Linked DNA regions of Mus musculus: region 1 is linked to region 2. A link is a contact called in public HiChIP or PLAC-seq data. All regions are on one chromosome and are shown on one strand. Each heading gives the region's core, a stretch centred on a gene start, on an enhancer-like site or on the middle of the called end of the contact. The rest is flanking DNA. Distances are from core to core; before and after follow the strand shown. Region 1 has its middle 54 kb from the start of Trim2. Region 2 has its middle 7.6 kb from the start of Gm30458.

Region 1 (6,384 bases), core at 2,916-5,415, 240 kb before region 2:
CCCTCTATGCCATTAGAATCTACTTTCCTATATATTATTTACTGTGCTTCATCTGGGCTGCTCTAAATCCAGTTGGCCAGCCCTCAGGGCCACACTGTTATGGCTCACCTGACCCATGGAGGCTTCTCTTCCTCCTCAACCTTCTTTCTCATGGTTCCCCTCCAACCTCTGAGCCTTGGAATTCTAAACCTCACCTATCTCTCTTCTGGCTATTGGCATTTTTATCTACCAATCAGAAATAACTTGGGGACAGGGCCACAGGTCTACGTGCAGACTCCAAGTCTTGAGAGGCCACACTTAGCACTACAACAGACAGGAAGACCAAACCTCAACAACTCTCAGCTGATCCTTGGAGAAATAACTTGTGTGTTTTATCCTATGTGGATCGGGAGTATACAAACTTGAGGAGTGGGGTGGGATTTAGGGGCAAGTTTTTCTTATTGGCTCAGTTTGAGGAGATAGTGACGCTCTGTTTGCATTGGGAAGGACTCGAGGTAATTTCTTATGTGACTGACTGCCCACGGTCCTCTCAATGGGGTGTCATGGTTACATGTTCCAGAGCAGGTTCAGAAATGTATAGGGAGCGGCTCAAGTCCTGCCCATCTCAACTCTCTGAGATTCCTGGGGTCCGAGCTCACTCAACCTGACCAGTTCTTCTATCTGAGGCAGGGCCCACTTGCCCTATACAAACCAAGTCTCCTGAGCTTCCCTGCACCACAGGCGCTGCTCACCAAGTCCACGGAGAGTGATAGGACTCCGCTGGAGGTAGAGATCATACGGGTCCTTCTCCCTTTCTGCATCGTTCCCAAGGGAGGAACGGGAAGGGAGTGACCGAATTCGTCCCTATTCTGGAAAGGACTCCAACCGAGTCTGGAGTCTTGGGGTTGGGCCTGAGGCTTGCCCCACGTGACTGAGAGACTCACTTTTCTTATTTACAAAAATCAAAGGCTTAAGCTATGTGACCAGTGGCATCCATCTCTGTAACCTAAATGTCATTGAAGGTTCTGAGTGGTTCTTCTGGACCCGTTCGTTTGTGCTGTTGAGTTTATTTGCAAACCCTCTGCCATGTTCCCCAGACCCCACTCGGTGTTTCTTATCCCTCTGCGATGCCAAAGGAAGTTAAAGATCTCAGGAAGCAAGATGGGCCTTCTATCACAGTTTCCTACGCAATCTCAGCACCTCAGATCCCACAACCTGCCGGTCTATAAAGGGCCCAGGATGAAAATTCAGGAGCTATATTGTAACAAGAAGTAACTGAAGTGCTTGAAAGCTGTGCTCAGGGGAACAGCATGACTCTGCTGTGTGGGGGATGTATTGGGGTCTGTGTGTCTCAGCCTAGACTCATGGTCTAAAAGACAGGGAACCAAGACAGCCCTGCTCGGCCAGGTAGCCCGTGTGTACAGTGATGTACAGTAGGCACCCTTCCATGGGTCTCCCTCCTAATCCTGGGAAGGGGTGACTCTGCTGGGAGAGGGGAGGCAGAACCACGCTTGCCTGAGATACCTCTTCATCAGAAAGGATGCCCAAAGCACGTACCCATATGCAGGTAGCCTTTTCCCAATGCCCTGGTGTCTTTAAAGGAGACTCACTTCATTTAATACTTTAGGTTCCTTAGGCCAAGAGATACCCATGCAGATAATACTCCAGAACTCGAAAGCTCTTTAGGTAATTGCATCTAAAAATATCCTCTGGACAGGCATGCCGAATTAAATGTGTAATACAGTGAGAGCAGCCCTAAGAAACCCAGCAGCCCAGCAGCAAAGCTTTGGCAAACTGGGTGACCTGATTATTTGTCTGTTTCTGGGTCTTTATCATGTGCTATAATGCATTATCTCTGCTGACCAAAGCTGCTGTCTTCTGCTTTGGTACAAGGAGTGTGTGGGGGCTGGGGGGGGGGGTGGCACTTAGCCCCACCTAAGCTGCCTCTGGGGAGACTGGAGTACTACTGCTTGCTGCAAGAAAGAAACACAGAACTAAGACACTGTTGATAGCAGAATCTTCAAACCCAGTAAGTAAACAAGAGGCTTGAGTTTCCTGGCATGAGAGTGCTCCTCTTGGGAGATCTTGCTGTCTTTGCATTACTGGGTGTTTGCTGTTTCTTAAAAGATGGACCGTGAAAGCCATCTGATTAAACTTGGGTGGGGCTACTTGAGTGGATGAGGTGTGTCTTCATTGGTAAACAAAAATAAACTTTAAAAAAGGAAGCCGGGCCCCGTGCCGGGACAAGCTAGGGTGGAATCTCCATCAAACAGGATTTGTGTCAGGCTCAAGCTGGCCCTCTGCCTGCCATTCTGGGAAGAAATTCATGCAGATTGGAGTGCTGAGTCTTCAGACATCAGGGTGGAATCCCCATGCCAGGCATACAGTATCTTTGAAACAAGTAACCATATGCTTTCAAGTATCTGACTTCATTTTATATTCAGCTCACTTGCATGCAGGCATGCACACGCTGGGGTTGACTGAGCACGTCTGTGGCAGGCTGCAGCCGGATCATGAAGATAGGGGAGGCAGCGCTTGAATGTTAAGTTTCTTTTGAGTTTTGTGACTATACTTCTCTCTGCTCAGTTTGGACCGCTGAGTTAGCTGCTTTTGTTCTTGGCTGCTACACTGTGGCCAGATGATTTTTTTGAGCATCCTGGAGAACTAGTGCCCTCTTGTGGACAATGCACTAATCTCAGATTCAGTACATGTCAGATTTCCTAAAGGGCCTTATATTTAAATATTCTTGGCAGAGAACACAGAAGGAAGTTTGATGTTCTCTGAACGCAGAGAACAAACTTTTATGTTAAGAAAAATGACTTGATTTGGAACTTTGGGTCAGGGAGTCTATTACTTAATAGTGTTTCCTAAGAAGTTATAGCTTTATATTATAGTCCACCCCCCAACCCCGTGTGTGTGTGTGTGTGTGTGTGTGTGTGTGTGTGTGTGTGTGTGTGTGTGTGTGTTGGATGTAAAGCCCTTATCTGGCATGCTTTATTTGTAGCACTCAGGAGGCAGAGACAGGCTGATCTCTGAGTTTGAGGCCAGACTGGTCTACAGAGTGGATTCCAAGACAGCTAGGACTATAGAGAGAAATACTGTCTCAACAAATGGGGGGGGGGGGGAGGGGAGGGGGAGGGGAAAGGGAGGGGAGGGTGAAAAGGAGGGGAAGAGGGAGACCTTTCCATAAAGACAGCTGGCTCTTTTGAATCTCTATAGGGTAAGCACTTGCTGTAAATGCCAAGCCATACTGCTGTTTTAGGTATTCACACATGTTACAAAACACCCCAGGCAATCTCCTTCACAGCCCTAACAGCTCCTGGTCAAAGATGAAGTGTGTCTCTCACAGTCTTCCCAGAGGGAACGCCTCAGGAGCGAGGCTCCATGTTAAGTGTTGGACACTTAGTAAGGACCTGGTAGGTGTCTGCTCTCCTCAGGTTTATTGGTGACCTTTTCAGCTCGCAGGTCACCAGACCCAACAGTCACCATGCTAAGTTCTTGGCTGGACTCTAGAAGTGGATAAGAGTGGCGGGAAGCAAATGAGGTCGCAGAGTCTGGTTCACTGTAAGAGACAACCTAGAAATCCCCCAATGTAGGATGCTGCGAGTAATCACACAGCAAGTGCGCCGAGCAACATCACTAGTAAAGAGCTAGAGACCCCTCTCCTGCCAGGGTCGTCTTCAAGCTGCCACTTTCCTCTGGCAGGGGTCTCTCCTGACGCAGACTGCAGGCCACTTCCTTGTTTCTCGATCATTTTGTCGCCCGCATGTGCAAGCCTTATCTATAGTTCAGCTTGTACCACTCCATTTCGTGTAACTTCACACTGTATCTTTCCAGTTGGTTCCTTTCCAGCCCTGCCCTTTCTGTGTTTTGTTTTGTTTTGTTTTGTTTTGTTTTGTTTTGTTTTGTTTTAAAACTGTGATTTGGACCCAGGGCCACACACATGTTAGGAAAGTACTGTACCACCCCGGTATATCTCCGATCCCTCTGTCACTTTTTATTCTGAGACAGGGTCTCTCCAAGTTGCCCAAGAAGGTCTTAGAAATTCCTTAAAGAACCCAGAGAACAACTCAGTGACCCACAGGGGTCACTGGTCAGTTTCTTAGTGTCTTGGTCTTCCTCCGTATTTCATCATTTCCTGCACCTCAGGGGTTGGAACAGATGCATGCTTGATCCCTATACAGGACACTAGATGGCGCCATATCCTTCCACTCGTAGCACATCAAGCTAATTGTCTCTGAAGCCATCAACTGTTGATGCTGGAAGGCTAGATTCATTATTTATTCCCGGGAGGTCTTCAGAACGGTGATATCTGAATTTCGCCATTTGGTGTTTGAGGATATATCTTGGTAATGGTTCATTCATCTAGCATGTGCGAGGCCCTGGGGTCAATTCCCAGCAATAGAGGGAAAAAAGTACTGACTTTAACATTTAAAAAACTCACTCCGTTAAAATTTCACTTGAGGGCTGGTGTGATGGCTCAGGGGTTAAGAACACTGACTGCTCTTCCAGAGGTCCCGAGCTCAATTCCCAGCAACCACATGGTGGCTCAAACCATCTGTAATGGGATCTGATGCCCTCTTCTGGTGTGTCTGAAGACAGCTACAGTGTACTCATATACATAAAATAAACAAATCTTTAAAAGAATTTCCAGTTGATATGCAAAAAATGGTAAAGTTGCTTGTCTTCCTGGGATCCTGTGGGCTCTCGTCCTTTATTTTCCATCATCAGTAGAATAATTATACAAAATGTCACCTCTCACATAGGATATGACTTCGCAGTGGTATGAGTCAGAAGATTCTTGCTCTTACTATGTAGTTTTCAAGAAAATGGATTCATTCCTGTGGGGGTTGGGAGTACAGACACTCCCTGTTGTGTTGGGCTTTTGCCAGTCACTGAATCTGCCTGCACACGGCTGCTCTAAACAGTAGAGCACGTGAAGGTGATGGTGGATGAAACCTACACCTGTGTCCCGTAGAGATATAGATTCTGCTTTGTGTCCTTAGAGGTGGTGCCTGGGGCTGCTTGTGAGAAATCCTGTAACCCAGACAATGCCACTTTAGAAAGCCCACCTGTGGGAAAGATGGTCAGCCATCCCAGGGAGCCTGGGCGTGAGACCTCCCACTGCAGCTCCGTGTACCATGATAAAGCAGACTGGTGAGTCCCACCCCACCATTTGCTCTTCCTGGGGCACAGGTACTGTGGCCATTCCCAGCAGGTCCCACATGAAGTTCTAAAGTGGAATTCATAACCATTTTCATTGCACACAAAATTTGGCAAGACTAGTTACAGGCAATAGTTGGCAGATACCTCCAGGTCACCCTCAGAAGATGACCCATGGGACTGTGACACTCTGAGGGGCTGCAGTTGCTGACAGGCACTCTGTATTTTAATGCTCTGTTCCTTGTTTGGTTAGTGGAGCCTCTGGAGATGGTTTCTGGATCCTTTGGATGTAACTTTGGTAGTCTTTGGTAGCTCACACATATTTGGTGTAATAGAATGGTCCAGCCTCATCTTACGCTGGGATTTAGCCAGTGGTCCAAGGATCTTGTTGTCTTTTGTGGAGAATATTATGATTTGCTTCTATATTCCTCCTCATAGACAAGATAGATAGATGCCCCGTGAATTCACACTGAGAACTGCAGCTCAACTCAGAACTCACATTTGACTTAACCTTCTTGTCCATCTGTCTGCCTGTCTGTCTGTCTGTCTGCATTCCCTTGAACACTGGAAATGACTAACTGGCAGAAGCCATCTAGGAAAGATATGGCAAGTAAGTTTCCTTGAGGTGGCCCACCATTTTGCATGGCTGTGATGCAGACACTCTGGAGAGGCACAGCCCCAGAGACTTCGTCCCAGGGTTGCTTCTTGCTGCTGATATGTCTTTCCTGACACTATTACATAGCCCAACGATTCCTGGGCATCAGCCTATCTGATTGGGCAAATTTCCTGCAGATCAACACAAAGATGAACTTTCATAAATTCATGCTGTTTAGATGAGTTAATGACTTTATAGAATTCCTGACTTGATTCAAATAATTTTAGGAAGAAAGTGTAAGGAGATGGCTTATTTGTTTTGGCAGAAAGATATAATAAAGTCAGAATGAGGAAGAACAGAGTATGCCCCTCCTCATAGAATAGTAAGTAAAAAGTGCATAATAAGGAATGCAATGAGCTTTCACAATTACACCAGGAAGAAAAATAGGCTTCAGACAGATTTATGATCAAGGAAAAGCATTCATTCTAGGTCAGGTCCAAGGATGAAGTCACGGGTGTGCACTCTGATAAAGCAAGGCCATGTGACACTGTTGTTGCTTTGAACTTATAATGAGCTTATAGAATGAAACACCGCTTTGAACTTACTATCAACATCCGACTGTAACTCCCCTTTTGTGTAACACTTTA
Region 2 (6,620 bases), core at 1,862-4,361:
GATAGATAGATAGATAGATAGATAGATAGATAAATGTTGCTTAGAAAGACAGAGTTGACAGTAATAATCAGAATGGAGACAGGTGATTGTAGACCCACTCAGCAAAATCCAGACCAAGCCAAAGCCCAGCTAAAACAGTTATGTTTCCTGTCGATGCTCGTAATTAACTTTTGCTTCACCTTCTTGGTCATAAAAATTGGAAAGCAAGCCCCAGACTCGAGCCTGGCTGGGGATTCAATGCCATATGAGGAGTCTTTTTCTTTTTTTTTTCCTTCCTTCCTTCCTTCCTTCCTTCCTTCCTTCCTTCCTTCCTCTCCCTCTCCTCCCTCTCCCTCTCCCTCTCCCTCTCACTCCCTCTCTCTCTTCCTCTCTCCCTCCCTCCCCCTCCCCCTCTCCCTCCCTCTCTCCCTCTTCCCCTCCCTCTCCCCCCTCTCCCCTTCCCCCCTCCCGCTCCCTCTCTCCCTCCTTCCTTCCTTGTTTGCTTACTTTCAGTTGGAGGATTATAATCTGTAAAGTTAAATGCTAATTTTTTTTCTAGAAAACAGTCTTTGTAACTCTTGACCTGGTCCTAGAGAAATACAGCAGCTTACATGTACAGACTTCTATAAAGAATTGTCAGTTATGTTGCTCAGGAGGGGGATTTTCCTTAGTCAGATGCCTCAAGGTCGTTTGTGATGTCACAGTGCCCCTTGTGTTCAGAAACTCGCCCTGACTGCATGGCCTGTGGTTGGATCCCCTTTCTCACTGTTCAGGTGTGGCCCTGCTCACTGCTGGAGGAAAGCAGAGATGCCTGGACTTGTTCTCAAGTCAGCTCTCAAGAGGGCACTTGATGCTCATCAGAGGCAGCTAAAGGGCTTATTTAAGGACAATGGGGAGGGGCTGAAGAAAGGACTCCATTGGCCTGAGCACTCTGTGCTCTTGTTGAGGCCCCATGTGTGGTTCCCAGCTCCTGAATGGCACCTGAAACCATCTGAAACTCCTGAGGACCCAGTGCTCTCTTGACCTTTCTGGGCACTGCATGCATGTGGCACACATGTGGGTATGCAGGACATCACCTATACACATAAAGTTTTTAAAAATGTATCTTAGAAACAAAGACAGGGAGAGGCCTCAGTCCACATAGTCTTCTTCATTGCGACAAATGCCATGACTGAAAAAGAAAATGTAAAGTCTCTCAAGGGAAGTCAAAGCAGGAACTGAGGCAGAACCCAGAGAAAAAGGGAGGCTCTTGCTCGTGCTCAGCCAGCTTTCTTATATAACCCATCAACACCTACCTAGGGATGGTATCGCCCATAGTGGCTTGGACCCTCCCACATCAATCATAAATCAAGACAGTGCCCCATCGACATGCCACAGGCCAGTCTGATGGAGGCAGTGCTTCCAGACACCTACCCAGGTGGGCCAGGTTGACAAGATCATTCTCATCAAAACACTGGTCCCTGACCAGAAGGGATGAGCCCCTTGCTGTTTGAAACCCGAGGCTAGATGAGGAAAGAGGGAAAGTGGGGATGCTAAGAGCTGAAGGTGAGCTGCTGTGCACTGCTGGTCAGAAGGCAAGGTACTTCCCCACGCCCCAGACAAACGCTACAAGGCATTGGCGCCGGGGCTGGGAACTGCAGAGTGTGTTGATGGCAAGGATTCGAATGACACAGAATTGGTCCCAAAGCATCTAAGAGCTGCTAGACCCCAGGGGACATCTCTGTAGCAGGTGACTCTGTGAGCAGACAGAGGATCATACACCACCACGTTCCTTGATATCATCGTGTGAGTCCCCAGAGCTGTACCATACCATGGGAAAAACAAAGGGGAGACCCTCAAAAATCTCTGAAATTCAAAAATAAAAAAAGCTGTGCTTAAGTCTCCCGATCTGGGACTTAAAATGGAAAATAAGTTGACGTAGAAAATTAGCTTATGTTCTTTGACAGAAGTGACTTTGTAGACTGATGATAAGGGGACTGTTTTGTGTGAAATATAGAAATAAAGTTCCAATCTCCATGACCAGGCCACTGTGCACACTGTGGGATGCAGATGGTGTGGTGAGGTTTTGCCATACCAGAGCTCCGGAATGAAAAGCTGAAGAAATGATTCTAAGTGCAAAGGGCAGAGTCACCTGAACAATCTCCCGAGGTGGCAGCTGAAGCTGGTAGAAGATAGGATTTGCTTTTTATTTTTATTTTGTTTTTGTTTTTTAAAGATTGCTTTGTTTCTGGTGCAAAACATGGCAGCCAGGGCCTGGTTCGTGGTAGGGAAGACCCCCACTGGTAGCCCACTGACCCGGTTTGTTGATGATGGTGGGCTCATTTTTAACACTATTTTATTTCTTTTTTATTATGTGTACATGGGTAGGAGGTACATGAACACAGGAGCCCCGAGATGATGTCCTGGGGCTGAAGTTAAAGCTGGTTGTGAGCCACCCAGCATAGGTGCTGGGAACCGAACTCTGATCTTCTTGTAAGAGCAGAGGCCCTCTGAAAGGAGGAACCACTTCCCTAGTGTGTTTGCTGCTTTGGTCTTTGGAGATGGGCTCTTGTTATGTATTCCCAGCTGGATACTTGCTCTGTAGCCCAGGCTGGCCTGGTACCTACAGCAATCCTGCCTCCTTCCAGCTCTGGGGTACAGAGATTACAAGTCTGCACCGCCATGAGATTATGAGTCACCTATATGGTTGCAGTTGTAAAGACCCTGCTGAAAGTGGGATCCACAAAGGCAGCTCACCCAATGCATGGGCTGTGGCTCGGAGCTTCGGTGGCAGCAAAAGTTGTCCCCATGGACTTTTCCTTGGGAAGCCACAGGTGGCAAGTGAGCAAGTGTCACCAGCCAGAGGGTGAACCTGTCCCCCTCGGTCCTTCAAGGTCTGCATCGTGCACCTGTCCCAGATCTAGTCACCCAGGGCCAAGAGGGCAAAACTCCATACTGGGAGGAGAGAGGAGAGTCGTAGGGTACAGAGACAGCCTGTGGGAGACGAGATTCACAGAGAGACCAGCATGAGAAGGAGATGGGGAAGAACCCAGACGTGTTGGGGGAAAACACAAGCAGGTGAAGGAGAGGAAGAGGAGAAAGCATTAGCAGCACTTGGGGATTTCTGGTGCCAGCGGAAGTAAAACCCACAGAAGCAGAATGAGGAACTCGGGCTTCAGAAGTGTCCTCTTCAATCGCCCTGCCCCTGCCCCTGCCCCTGCCCCGAGAAGCAGCCATACTCAGGGAAAGGGTAAAAGGAAACGTCCAGTTTGAACAGTCACTCTGTTTTTGAGGCAAGATGCAATGCTCTGCTTAATAGAACATTGTCTAGGTTGGATTGGGAAGAGAAATGTTCTAGTCAGGAGTGCGGTGCTTTGGCGTTCACAGGGGGCCTGAGCCTTCCACTCAACTTGAGCTCATACTTGAAACAGAGTGGGCGGGGTTAAAAACCTTTTGTGTCATGTTCATGGGGAAAGGGAGCAAAGCAATATTAGAACTGAGTCTTCTAAGAAGTTAGTTTATCAAGAACTTAATTCATGTTCAAGGTGAGTCATAAAAATAAAGGGCACATCTCTACCTGCCACTGGCAGCTTGCAGACTGATGGCAGAACATGAGAAAGTCACTGTCAAGTTGCCAGCTGCTATTTAAAAGATAGTTACTAAGAGCTAACGTAATGTTGTGAGCTGTGCCCCGTTTGCAAAACCAGGCATAGATCACCACCATGTTAAAATAGGTACATTGAACCAGCTTGAGAACTGTCATCAGCCAAGACTTGATGCTTTTTTAAATGTCTTAAATTATGGTGATACATGCATAATGTAAAATGTGTCACCTTGACTCTCCTATAGGGTACAGCTCAGTGGCATCAGGTATATTCACTGGCACCATCCAATCTTCAGGAACATTCTCATCTTCTCCAGATGAAACTCGGGTGCTCATTAAAAATAGCTCGCAGGGCCTGGCATGGCGGCTTAGCAGTTAATAGCACTTGCTGCTCTTCCAGAGGACAGTGATTCAAGTTCCTGCCACCCATATGGTAGTTCACCACTACCTTAACATTCTTAACTCCAGTTCCATTAGCTCCAGTGCCCTCTTCTGACATCTCTGGGCACCAGACACACATGTAGTACTAATACATACAGTAAGCAAAACCCTCACGCACATAAAATAATAAAACAAAATATAAACATTCAATTAAGAAAAGCTAGTCCTTAGCTTTCTGCAGCTGCTGGCAATGACCTTTCTACTTTATTTTTGAATTAACTAAGTTCCTTCCATATTAAATGGCGTCATGCAATGTTTGTTCTTTGGAACTGGTTAATTTAGCATACAGATCATCTATGCTGTAAGAACATGTCAACGTTTCCATTTTAAGGCAGAACAAGACTGTACTTTTTGAGGGAAATGTGGGGTATACAAATCTCTCTTTTGAAAATTATCCATCTCACACTTGCCCCTCCCTAGACTTTGTGGCATGGCGGGTGGAGAGACTGAAGAAGCTGAGGCGGTGTTTTGCAGACACAACAGGGCAGTGCACGTACCTTCTCACAGTGTTGTGGCAGCATGCACCAGACTGCCCAAACTCAAGCCAGACAAGATTCCAATACAGAGAGGTGAGGTGGGCACAGGTCCCATTCCCACTTGAGGAGCTATTGGCAATTGGAGGCTGCTGGAAGGGAGGGAGGGGGTAGGGAGGGAGGGAAGGGTGAAGGCCTTGGTAGGTTATGCTCCAGTGGATGAGTGCACCCCTGGAGTATGTGGGTTGCATACATTGGAGTTGATGAGGTTTTTTTTGTTTTTTGTTTTTAAAGGAGGATACAAGGAGGTTGGGTAGGTAGGGCTGGGTGGGGGAGAATCTGAGAGGAGTTGGAAGAATGAATAGGATTCAAATATATTGTATGAAATTGTCAAAGAATTAATTAAAAGTTTATGTCTCTGTGTGCTGGTTCGTACCTTATCAAAGCTCTCAGGTGATTTCTGTGAGTTCAAGGTCAACCCGATCAATAGTGTGAGACTCTATCTTAAAAAAAAAAAGTATTTTTAAAACTCAAAACCTATGTATTTGTGTTGTGTTTTAAGTTGTTGGATCAGTGAACAGGTATATTTGAATTCATGAACTTGCAGAGGAGGTTGGAGGCAGCCTCCAGGTTATGGTCACACCGGGCCCTCTTTACGCTCTCCCTTGGGCCGTTTTCCTGGTTTTCATTTTTGTTTTATTGTTGTTTGAGATGAAACTTCAAGGTATTGCCCAAGCTAGTTCTGGGCTCCCTGAGCTCAGCCATCTCTCTGCCTGGGTCAGTCTCCTGAGTGCCTGGGACTGTCCCGGCTAGGGAGGAGTTCTTTAATCTCAGTGACAAGACGCTAAGTCCAGATGCTTTGGCTGGTAAGTGAGGAGGGATACCTTTGTTTTACCTGCCCAACAATATGGTTGTTTTCCCCCAGCCTTGAATGAAATTCTGTGTGGAGGTCGCCAAGAGATAGTCACTGATTACCAGTTTGTGTCTGTGGCTCTGCCCCTCACTTTCAGTCTGAAACCTGTCTAGGGCTCAGAGTGCCACTGGGTTGTGGAATGGCTGCTTAGCACACACAAGGGCTTGGGCTCTATCCCCAACACTCTGTCCTGAGGGAGGAAACCCAAGTCCTACAGTCTCCTTTTCTCCTCTTAGTAGACCTTTGCTTTTTAGGGAAACCAAGAATAGTACCAGAGATTTACAAAAGTAGGGGGATTTTATATTTTAGGTGCTTTGAAATACGTTTTCTACAAATGTCATTACTTAACATTTGGTAATGGGCTAGCTGTTGCTTGTCTTTCATGATGTATATATGTATCTGTGTCTGTCTGTCTGTCTCTCTTGTGTGTGCCTGTGTGTGCAACTTTTTGTAATCCTAGCAACTTTGAAGGCTGAGGCCTGTGGCTTGTGAGTTTAAGGTCAGTCTGGGTTACATAACACCGTGCCTCAAAAAAAAAAAAATACTATGGGATGTCAGACATGGCTCAGGTAAGATTGAGTACTGTTCTCGTAAGAGGACTTGAGTTGGGTTCACAGCGCCCACATAGAGTGTCTCACAATCAGCTGTGACTCCAGCTCCAGCACCCTCTTCTGTGGGCAAATGCATTCATACACACACACACATGCATGTACACGTTTAGTGTATATATAAGGTATGTATACATAATATGTACAAATATGTATCTGAAAGTATAGTAGAACATATACTTAACATAGGATAGGTTCGATCTTAGGGCTTCAGTATAGAGACAATATAAAAATATTTACCATTTGCAGGTAGACTGTTGGTGGTTAAAGGACATTTTTTGTTGCTGTTATTTCAAAATATCTTAATGTTCATTGAGATTACTTTCTATTTTCTACTTTTTATATGTCTTATTCAAAGGATGATGCTTAGGAGCCCTTTAGTCAACAACCTCACTTTGATATTGACAGTGAGCAATCCAGACCTGTGTGTGTGTGTGTGTGTGTGTGTGTGTGTGTTTGTGTTACCAGTTCTCTGCTCCTCTCTGGTCTCTTACCATCTTGGGACCGTGGTTAGGTTGATCCTGCACTTTGTTCTGCTAAGTGATTTCCGTTCTGCTGTGAAGAGATGCCTTTGCCCACACAGTTGCTGTGGGGGTTCTCACGGGTTTTCTGTCAACCCACCC

What was found. HiChIP or PLAC-seq counts read pairs in DNA pulled down with a chosen protein or histone mark.
Region 1: a CTCF HiChIP or PLAC-seq map of CD8 T cells shows a contact between it and region 2, with 5 read pairs. The contact joins two enhancer-like sites. A contact is called at or near these places in 3 of 39 promoter capture datasets (embryonic stem cells, pre-B cells and stem cell-derived epiblast-like cells), 2 of 15 datasets of contacts at CTCF or cohesin (CD8 T cells and pro-B cells), 5 of 484 Hi-C or Micro-C datasets (the Ba/F3 cell line, the G1E-ER4 cell line, embryonic stem cells and 1 more), 7 of 115 datasets of contacts at active chromatin or transcription factors (CD8 T cells, bone marrow-derived macrophages, embryonic basal ganglia and 3 more) and 1 of 9 other capture datasets (embryonic stem cells).

The regions. Positions count from the first base shown.
Region 1 is chr3:84,310,987-84,317,370 of GRCm38.p6, reverse strand. No RefSeq gene overlaps it. Among named protein-coding and RNA genes, the nearest start is that of Trim2, 54 kb to the right of the region's middle. Within about 2 kb of position 4,165, at least 84 of the 459 cell types and tissues checked have an H3K27ac peak or open chromatin away from gene starts, as enhancers often do. A contact at or near this core is called in the Ba/F3 cell line, CD8 T cells, the G1E-ER4 cell line and 2 more, where this site is marked.
Region 2 is chr3:84,065,997-84,072,616 of GRCm38.p6, reverse strand. No RefSeq gene overlaps it. Among named protein-coding and RNA genes, the nearest start is that of Gm30458, 7.6 kb to the right of the region's middle. Within about 2 kb of position 3,111, at least 78 of the 459 cell types and tissues checked have an H3K27ac peak or open chromatin away from gene starts, as enhancers often do. A contact at or near this core is called in the Ba/F3 cell line, CD8 T cells, the G1E-ER4 cell line and 2 more, where this site is marked.